2 separate regions of the Capra hircus genome follow, and region 2 is linked to region 1. The links are chromatin contacts, called in public Hi-C maps. All regions are on one chromosome and are shown on one strand. The core of a region is the stretch at or near the end of the contact, and the rest is flanking DNA. Distances in the headings are between cores, read along the strand shown. Region 1 holds the start of NAA25 (N-alpha-acetyltransferase 25, NatB auxiliary subunit). Region 2 overlaps HECTD4 (probable E3 ubiquitin-protein ligase HECTD4).

What was found. Hi-C and Micro-C count contacts between places; a contact is called where the count stands out from the background.
Region 2: a contact with region 1 is called in a Hi-C map of blood, with 4 times the contacts expected there. The contact joins the enhancer-like site here to the promoter of NAA25 in region 1. A contact is called at or near these places in 3 of 5 Hi-C or Micro-C datasets (all in blood).

The regions. Positions count from the first base shown.
Region 1 is chr17:9,054,955-9,058,298 of ARS1.2, reverse strand. It overlaps NAA25 (N-alpha-acetyltransferase 25, NatB auxiliary subunit), which reads left to right and starts at 2,057. Exons shown (of 24, transcript XM_018061148.1): 1 at 2,057-2,224. The coding sequence starts at 2,167.
Region 2 is chr17:9,101,427-9,104,738 of ARS1.2, reverse strand. It overlaps HECTD4 (probable E3 ubiquitin-protein ligase HECTD4), which reads left to right. Exons shown (of 76, transcript XM_018061149.1): 71 at 703-806; 72 at 918-1,139; 73 at 2,222-2,388; 74 at 2,625-2,820. Among named protein-coding and RNA genes, the nearest start is that of TRAFD1, 26 kb to the right of the region's middle. Within about 2 kb of position 1,733, at least 4 of the 5 cell types and tissues checked have an H3K27ac peak or open chromatin away from gene starts, as enhancers often do.

The DNA.
Region 1 (3,344 bases), core at 808-3,307:
ACCTGGCCGCAGCACCTAAGAGCAAGCCTGGGATCAGCTTACTGGAGGCTCCTGACCTTCATTCTTGCTGGTTAACATGATTTGGGAAACATGGAGTTCTCCCTGGGATAGGGTTTAGCAAATAAATGTGTAGAACCCCTGTGCACCTGAAACTGATACAATCTTGTAAATCAAGTATTAAAAACTCTAAGTCACCTGGCTAAATGTGAATTTCAGATAAACAGTGAATATCATTTTAGTGTAAGGATGCCCCAAATATTGTACCATATTTGACCTGACAACTCTACCCTGGAGGTATCTGTTTATTCATTTATCCTGAGCGTATTCTAGAATAGCAATTGGCAAATGTTTTCTGTAAAGGGTCAGATAGTAAATTTATTTTAAGCTTCTGGGCCACAAGGTCTCTGTTACAACTACTCAATTCTTCTGTTGTAGCACAAAAGCAACCACAGACAATGCATAAATGAATAGTTGGGTTCAATAAAATTTTACTTATAGACACTGACCTTTGAACTTTATATAACTTTCACGTTGTGAAATAGTCTTCTTTTATTTTTCCCCAACCATTAAAAAATGTGAAAATCATTCTTGGCTCACAGACTGTACAAAAACAGTAGTAAGGTAGATTTGGCCTATGGGTCATAATTTGCCCGCTTCTGATCTAAAAAAGGATAAAACTTTTGTCTGAATCCAAATCACAAGAGGATTTGTAAAGATACAAATCGCCGACCCTACTCCCAGAGCATTTGATCCAGTATGTCTGGAGCAGTGCCTAATAATGTTTCTAAGTTCCCAGGTGATGCTCAAACCCGTGTCCTCTGGAGTGAAATGGCCAGGGAGGTCCCCATCTAGTGTATTTTAAACTCTCCTCAGCTTTAGGAACTATTTTCTCTGAGGATCACAGATCATATCTTCATTTGAGGGACTCTCTCTCCCCAAGCATCCCCATTCTAAGAATTTTTCTGTGTAATTGCTTCTGGAATTTTCTCTTTGAGCTAGAACTCAGGACAGAATTGGGATGAGAGTTTCTAGTGCATTTGGTTTTTAAAAAGTAGTCACCCCCCCACAAGTGCATTTAGGGGCCTTCGTGGTGGTCCAGAGGTTAAGACTGCTTTTACTGCAGGGGTTCTATCCCTGGTTGGGAAAATAAGATTCCAAGTACTGCAGGGTGCAGCAGAGAATTTTAAAAAACAAACAATAAAAGCATTCTGAAATCTTTGATTTTGGAATAATTTTAGACTTAAAAAGAGAGTGAAAAGAGATTAAGTTTTCATATACCCCTCAACCACTTAACATCTTGCATTACCATGGTACATTCATCAAAATGAGAAACCAACATTAGCACAATACTATTAAGTGAACTCTAGACTTCATTTGAATTTCAACTCTTTTTCCACTGATGCCCTTTGTTCTGTTCCAGGATCCCAAGGAAGATATCACATTGTGTTTGGTTGTCTTGTCTCCTTAGGTATTGCTGGGCTGTAACGGCTTCTCAGTGTTGCCTTATTTTTCATGACCTTGACAGTCCTGAAGCCTACCGGTCAGGCATTTTGTATAATGTCACTCAGTGCGATTTGTTTGATGTTTTCTTTGTAACTAGTCTGAGTTTATGGGTCTTCCAGAAAAAAATACTACACAAGGGAAGTTCCTTTCTCATCACCTCAAACTGGTAATGTTAACTTTGATCCCTAGGATGCTTCTTAGCAGGCTGAGCACCGAGGAGGGGGTGAAGGGACCTCGAACTTTTCTGGCACGTTTCTACTTGTCGCTCAGCACCCTTTTCCCCCTACTGTCCCCGGGGTCACCCTCCCACAAGAGTTTCCGGTTCCTCAACAGTGAATCAAAGGCAAGTCTAACTGGTCCTTCCGCACAGAGGAGAAACAGGATGAGCAGGAGCAGCCGAGCCCTGTCTTTAACCAAGTTTCTCCCCCATCCCTCCCCTCACTTTTCACCAGCAAAACGGAGGAAAAGGAGCCACTGAAGTGACACACCTTGGGGGGCGGGGGGCGGGGATGCGGTTTGGGTGTCTGTGTTTTCCGCGCCGGCGCGTTCTGTCGCAACCCCGCGACCATCGCGATAGAAGCGCGAGATCGGCGCTGGCCCTTTAACAGCCCCTTCCCGGGGGCCTGCCCCGCGCGTGCGCACTGCGGTCCTGCGCTTGTCATCATGGCGACGCGGGGCCATGTGCAGGACCCTAACGACAGGCGCCTCCGACCCATTTACGGTGAGTGCCTGGGGCCAGTCTGGTCGCCAGCCGAATGCGCCGAGGGCTTCCGAAGCCGGGGCGAAGGCCCGGGAGGGGCGCTGAGGGGCCAGAAGCCGAGCCGGCGGGCACAGGGGGCGGGCCGCGCGGGCCTCTAGGCCTCAGCCACGGGCCTCGCGTAAGCGCCGGCCTGGCTTTCTCGAGCCCTGAGTTGGTGGCGGCGCGGCCAGGGCGGCCGCAGGTCGGCAGAGCCGGCTTGACAGGCAGGCCCTGTGAGACACTACTCTCGCCGGGACCTCCGCTACCCGCAGGCTGCGTTGTCTGTCCGCAGGTGGAAGCTGGCTCCGGCATGAGGGTGGAACACCCCAGCGTGAGGGAAAATTCCCCACTAAAGACTTTTTACTTGAGGGAGCAGGGCCTAAAGGGTTGTCTGACTAACTGTGCTCGGGGCACAGGGAGAAACAGGTCCAGAGAAGGGAAGGGGCTGACGCAAGGTCAACCCATATCGAGTCAGGAGCAGGCCCGGATTTGAGGCTCCCAATACAGAGCCCTGTGGTGGAGGAACAGCTGCTCTGGGCACACGTGGGAAGCGGGGGCGGCGAGGCGGGGGGGTCTTGGGTCCAAAATAGCGGTGAAGCGACTCTAATAGCTGGTGTCGGGGGGCATGCAGGGAGGGCTCTTCCTTCTTGTAGCTTTTCTGGTCTTTCCTTTGCAGCCTGCCTTCCGCGTGCCAAGTGGATCCCCTTTCATAATAACGCTTACCTCAACCCTCAGGCTCTAAGACCTTGGTGGCATTCTGCTCTTCCAGTTGGGAAAAATCACGTATTTGAGTAAGGGAGGAACACCTCTTCAGTAATCGAGACGTTCTGTAATTGGAAAGTGGCCCCATTTGTATTTCCTTTCCCCTTAGATGCTTCTGTGGTCTTGGTCTAGTTCATAGTGAGGAAGGCTTCAAGGTCAGTGGCTTTCCAAAAGGAGGCCTCGTGTTTATAGGGTAGATGTTACTTAAATGGAGGCTGAGATGATTTAACTTTATTGGATGGGGGTAACTTCATGTTTCTGATACAACTGGTAGTGCTTTTTGTAATTTGTATAATGTTTTGCTCTTGAGTCTTATTTGATTCTAGCAACAGCCTTGTTG
Region 2 (3,312 bases), core at 484-2,983, 47 kb before region 1:
AGTCTCCTGCTTCTCCGTGGAAGCTCTGAGGGCCAGGCCTTGGCATCTGTCCCCCAAGCAAGTCCTCCGCACACACAGCTCTCCTCACAACGCCCAGACCTGAGGGCACTGACAGGGGCTGCCCAGGGGAGGATGCAGGAGCCTGGCCACAGACAGGAGTTCTATGAGACGCCCAGGGGCACGTTTGAAATGGCAGCAGGAGAGGAGCTGCTCACTGCCCATTGCCCATCGCACTGTATCTGTATGTCCATCCGTTTATCTGTGTTCTCACTGAACACGCCGAGCCCTGGGCTTGGCGGGAGGCCATGCTGAGGAAGCCGGGGGCCCTGCTCTTGGCCCAGCGCAGGGGATGGACACAGGTCCCCCAAGCCCTCATATCAGTGTCAGCTTGCAGCCATGACAGCCGACCCATAAAGGATCTGACTTTGATCTCATGGATGCCCCAGAACTAGCTTGGGAGGTGGGTGTAGTGATGGCCCCCATCTGCTAGGTGGAGGGATGGAGACTGGCTTCAGCAGTGATGCGGTTCCCTGGGAGCCACCAGCCAGTTAGTGGTCCCTCAGCCCTTGGGCGGGTTCTTTCCACTCAGCGAAGCCCTGGTGCAGGGGGGCAGAGTGGCTGATGTCCCAGTGGGGTCAGGGTGTTCCAGTGGGGACAGGGCCTGCCGGCAGGGGGTCTGAGAGGTCCCCTTCTGTCCCGCAGGCGGCTCCTTCCGCCACTTCCTGTGGCAGGTGTGCAGAGAGCTGCAGAGCTCCTCGCTCTCCCTCCTCCTGCTGTGCCCCAGCTCCGCCGTCAACAAGAACAAGGTGAGACATGGGGCCTGAGCCCCGTGGGCAGCTCCCTGAGGGGCTGGGGCTCAGCTCTGCGCCTTCCACAAGCCCCTGTGGTCCATCCCTCGCCCCTGCCTCGGCTTCCAGGGCAAGTACATCCTGACCCCCAGCCCCATCACCTACGGGGAGGAGCAGCTGCTGCACTTCCTGGGCCAGTTGCTAGGGATCGCCATCCGAGCAGATGTCCCCCTCCCCCTGGACCTCCTGCCCTCCTTCTGGAAGACACTGGTGGGCGAGCCCCTGGACCCTGACCAAGACCTGCAGGAAGCAGATGTACTCACCTACAATTACGTAAAGAAATTTGAGAGTGTAAGTGAAAAGCGCATTTTTTTTTCTGGGGGGCCGCGGGACTCTGGAACAGTGCCCCTGCCCCGTGTCTGCTGGAGGAGGCGTCAGCTGAGCTCCCCCCACACAGATTGAGGTCCCTGGCAGGGTAGGGGGCAGGTCCTTGCTGCCAGGTTCTCTGTAATCCCCTTAGCTGCCACTTGAGGGCAGCCGGTACACAGGAGCTGCAAAGCCAAGGGCTGGGATGGCGGCTGACTTCTCAGCAGAAAGTGGCCCACAATGCATTGCTTAAAGGGTCAAAGCAGGACACCCCCCAGGGGCTGGGGATTATGAGTCACTGCCAGGCGCTGCTCTGAGAGGCCCTCCCAGAGCCGTGGGTGGGCACCAAGAACCTGAGGCAGGCAAGGGATGTAAGACGGTGTCCAGGCAGACAGTCCAGCCAAGGCTTCCATCTAGAGGGCATAGGCAAGGCCCCAGAGGGTGCCGGGAGACAGAACCACCCCAGGGTTGGCGGGGAAAGCAGACGAACCTCCTTTGGGGTGCCCGCAGCCTTCACCACCCCAGAGCCACGGGGCTGTTCTCCTCTGGGTGGCCTCGCATGCACTTCAGTATGCCGCACGGTGGAGGGTGGCCCGTGTACCTTCCACAGATGGGATTGTCAGGGTTCTCTGGTGACAAGTGACAGGAAACCCCAGCTCAAACCAGCTTAGGAAAACTTTTTAAAAAAATGATTTGACCTTAAAACTGAAAGTATAGATATAGATTGGGCTTCAGACAGAGCTGAATCCAGGTGCTCTGATAACATCATCAATGACTCGTCTCAGGATGCCCCAGCAGTACAAGGCTCACCCTCCTTCAGCCGTGCCCGCACCAGTGAAAGGGAGGGTGTAATTTGGTCTTGTTAGGCAGGCCTTGGTCAGTGCCCAACCCTGAATCGAGGGCATGGCTGATGGTCCAGGCCAGTGCCACCTACCTGTTCATGGTGGCCAGGGTAGCCCCACCCCAAAATACCCAATGTTTGTCCCCAAACGGGGATGAGGTTCTATCACTGGGGATCTGGGGAGCAGGGCAGTGGTCAGCCCCACTCTGCCATGCCCTCCTTCCAGATCAACGACGAGACGGAGTTGGAGGCCCTGTGTGCCGAGATCGCCTCCCAGCACCTGGCCACTGAGAGCCCTGAGGGGCCCAACAAGCCCTGCTGCCGGTTCACCTACCTGACCATGACCGGCGAGGAGGTGGAGCTGTGCAGCCGCGGCCGGCACATCCCCGTGGCGTGAGTGCAGGGCCTCGGACGGGGCCAGGTGGCTTTCCCGGGGGAAGACAGGAGGCAGGACGGGGCGCCAGGAAAGATGGTGGAGTATCTTCAGTGGAAGGACCGTATTTAGGAACACTGGGTCTGGGGCGGGTGACACCCAGAGCAGGAGAGGAATTCCCTGAGCTGCCTGGCCTGGGAGGTCCAGGAAATGCTGCCAGCAGCCTCCTGAGTGTCATCCCTTGCCCATGCCCCAGGTGGGAGAACAAGGACATCTATGCGGCCGCCATCCGGAGTCTGCGGCTGCGTGAGCTGCAGAACGTGGAGTGTGTGACGGCTGTGCGCGCGGGCCTTGGGGCCATCATCCCCCTGCAGCTGCTCACCACGCTCAGCCCGCTGGAGATGGAGCTGCGCACCTGCGGCCTGCCATACATCAACCTCGAGTTCCTGAAGGTTGGTGGCCGGGCCAGGTTGGTGGGTGCATGCGGCCTGTCATCTGTACAGTACTGCGTGTCCTGGTGCTCTGTCCCCCTTATGTAAGAGAGGAGCCGTGCTCATCCCTATCTCACTGCTGAGTAAACGGAAGCTGAGAGAGGTCACTTGCCCAGGGTCACGCAGCCAGGAAATGGCAGGTCACCTGCCTCCAGAGCCTGTGAATTAAGCCACCAACCAGAAGCGAAGCCCCTCCACTGCTCAGCGTGGCCTGCTTTCACCCATGCCAGCTGGGAGACCTTGCCCAAGTGACCTCACCTCTAACGGGCAGCGGCAGGACCCACCCAGTAGGGTCAGTGGGGTAACGTAGGTAGAACCCCTGCTGCCGAGCCTGGCGGGTGGGCCAGAGTCACGCAGACTCTTACCACCACTGCCTTTGCAGTCCTTGTCATAGCTGTGATCTCCCTGTGTCCTGCGGTCATCACCGCGCCCTGGGGTTGGGCCCAGCCTGGG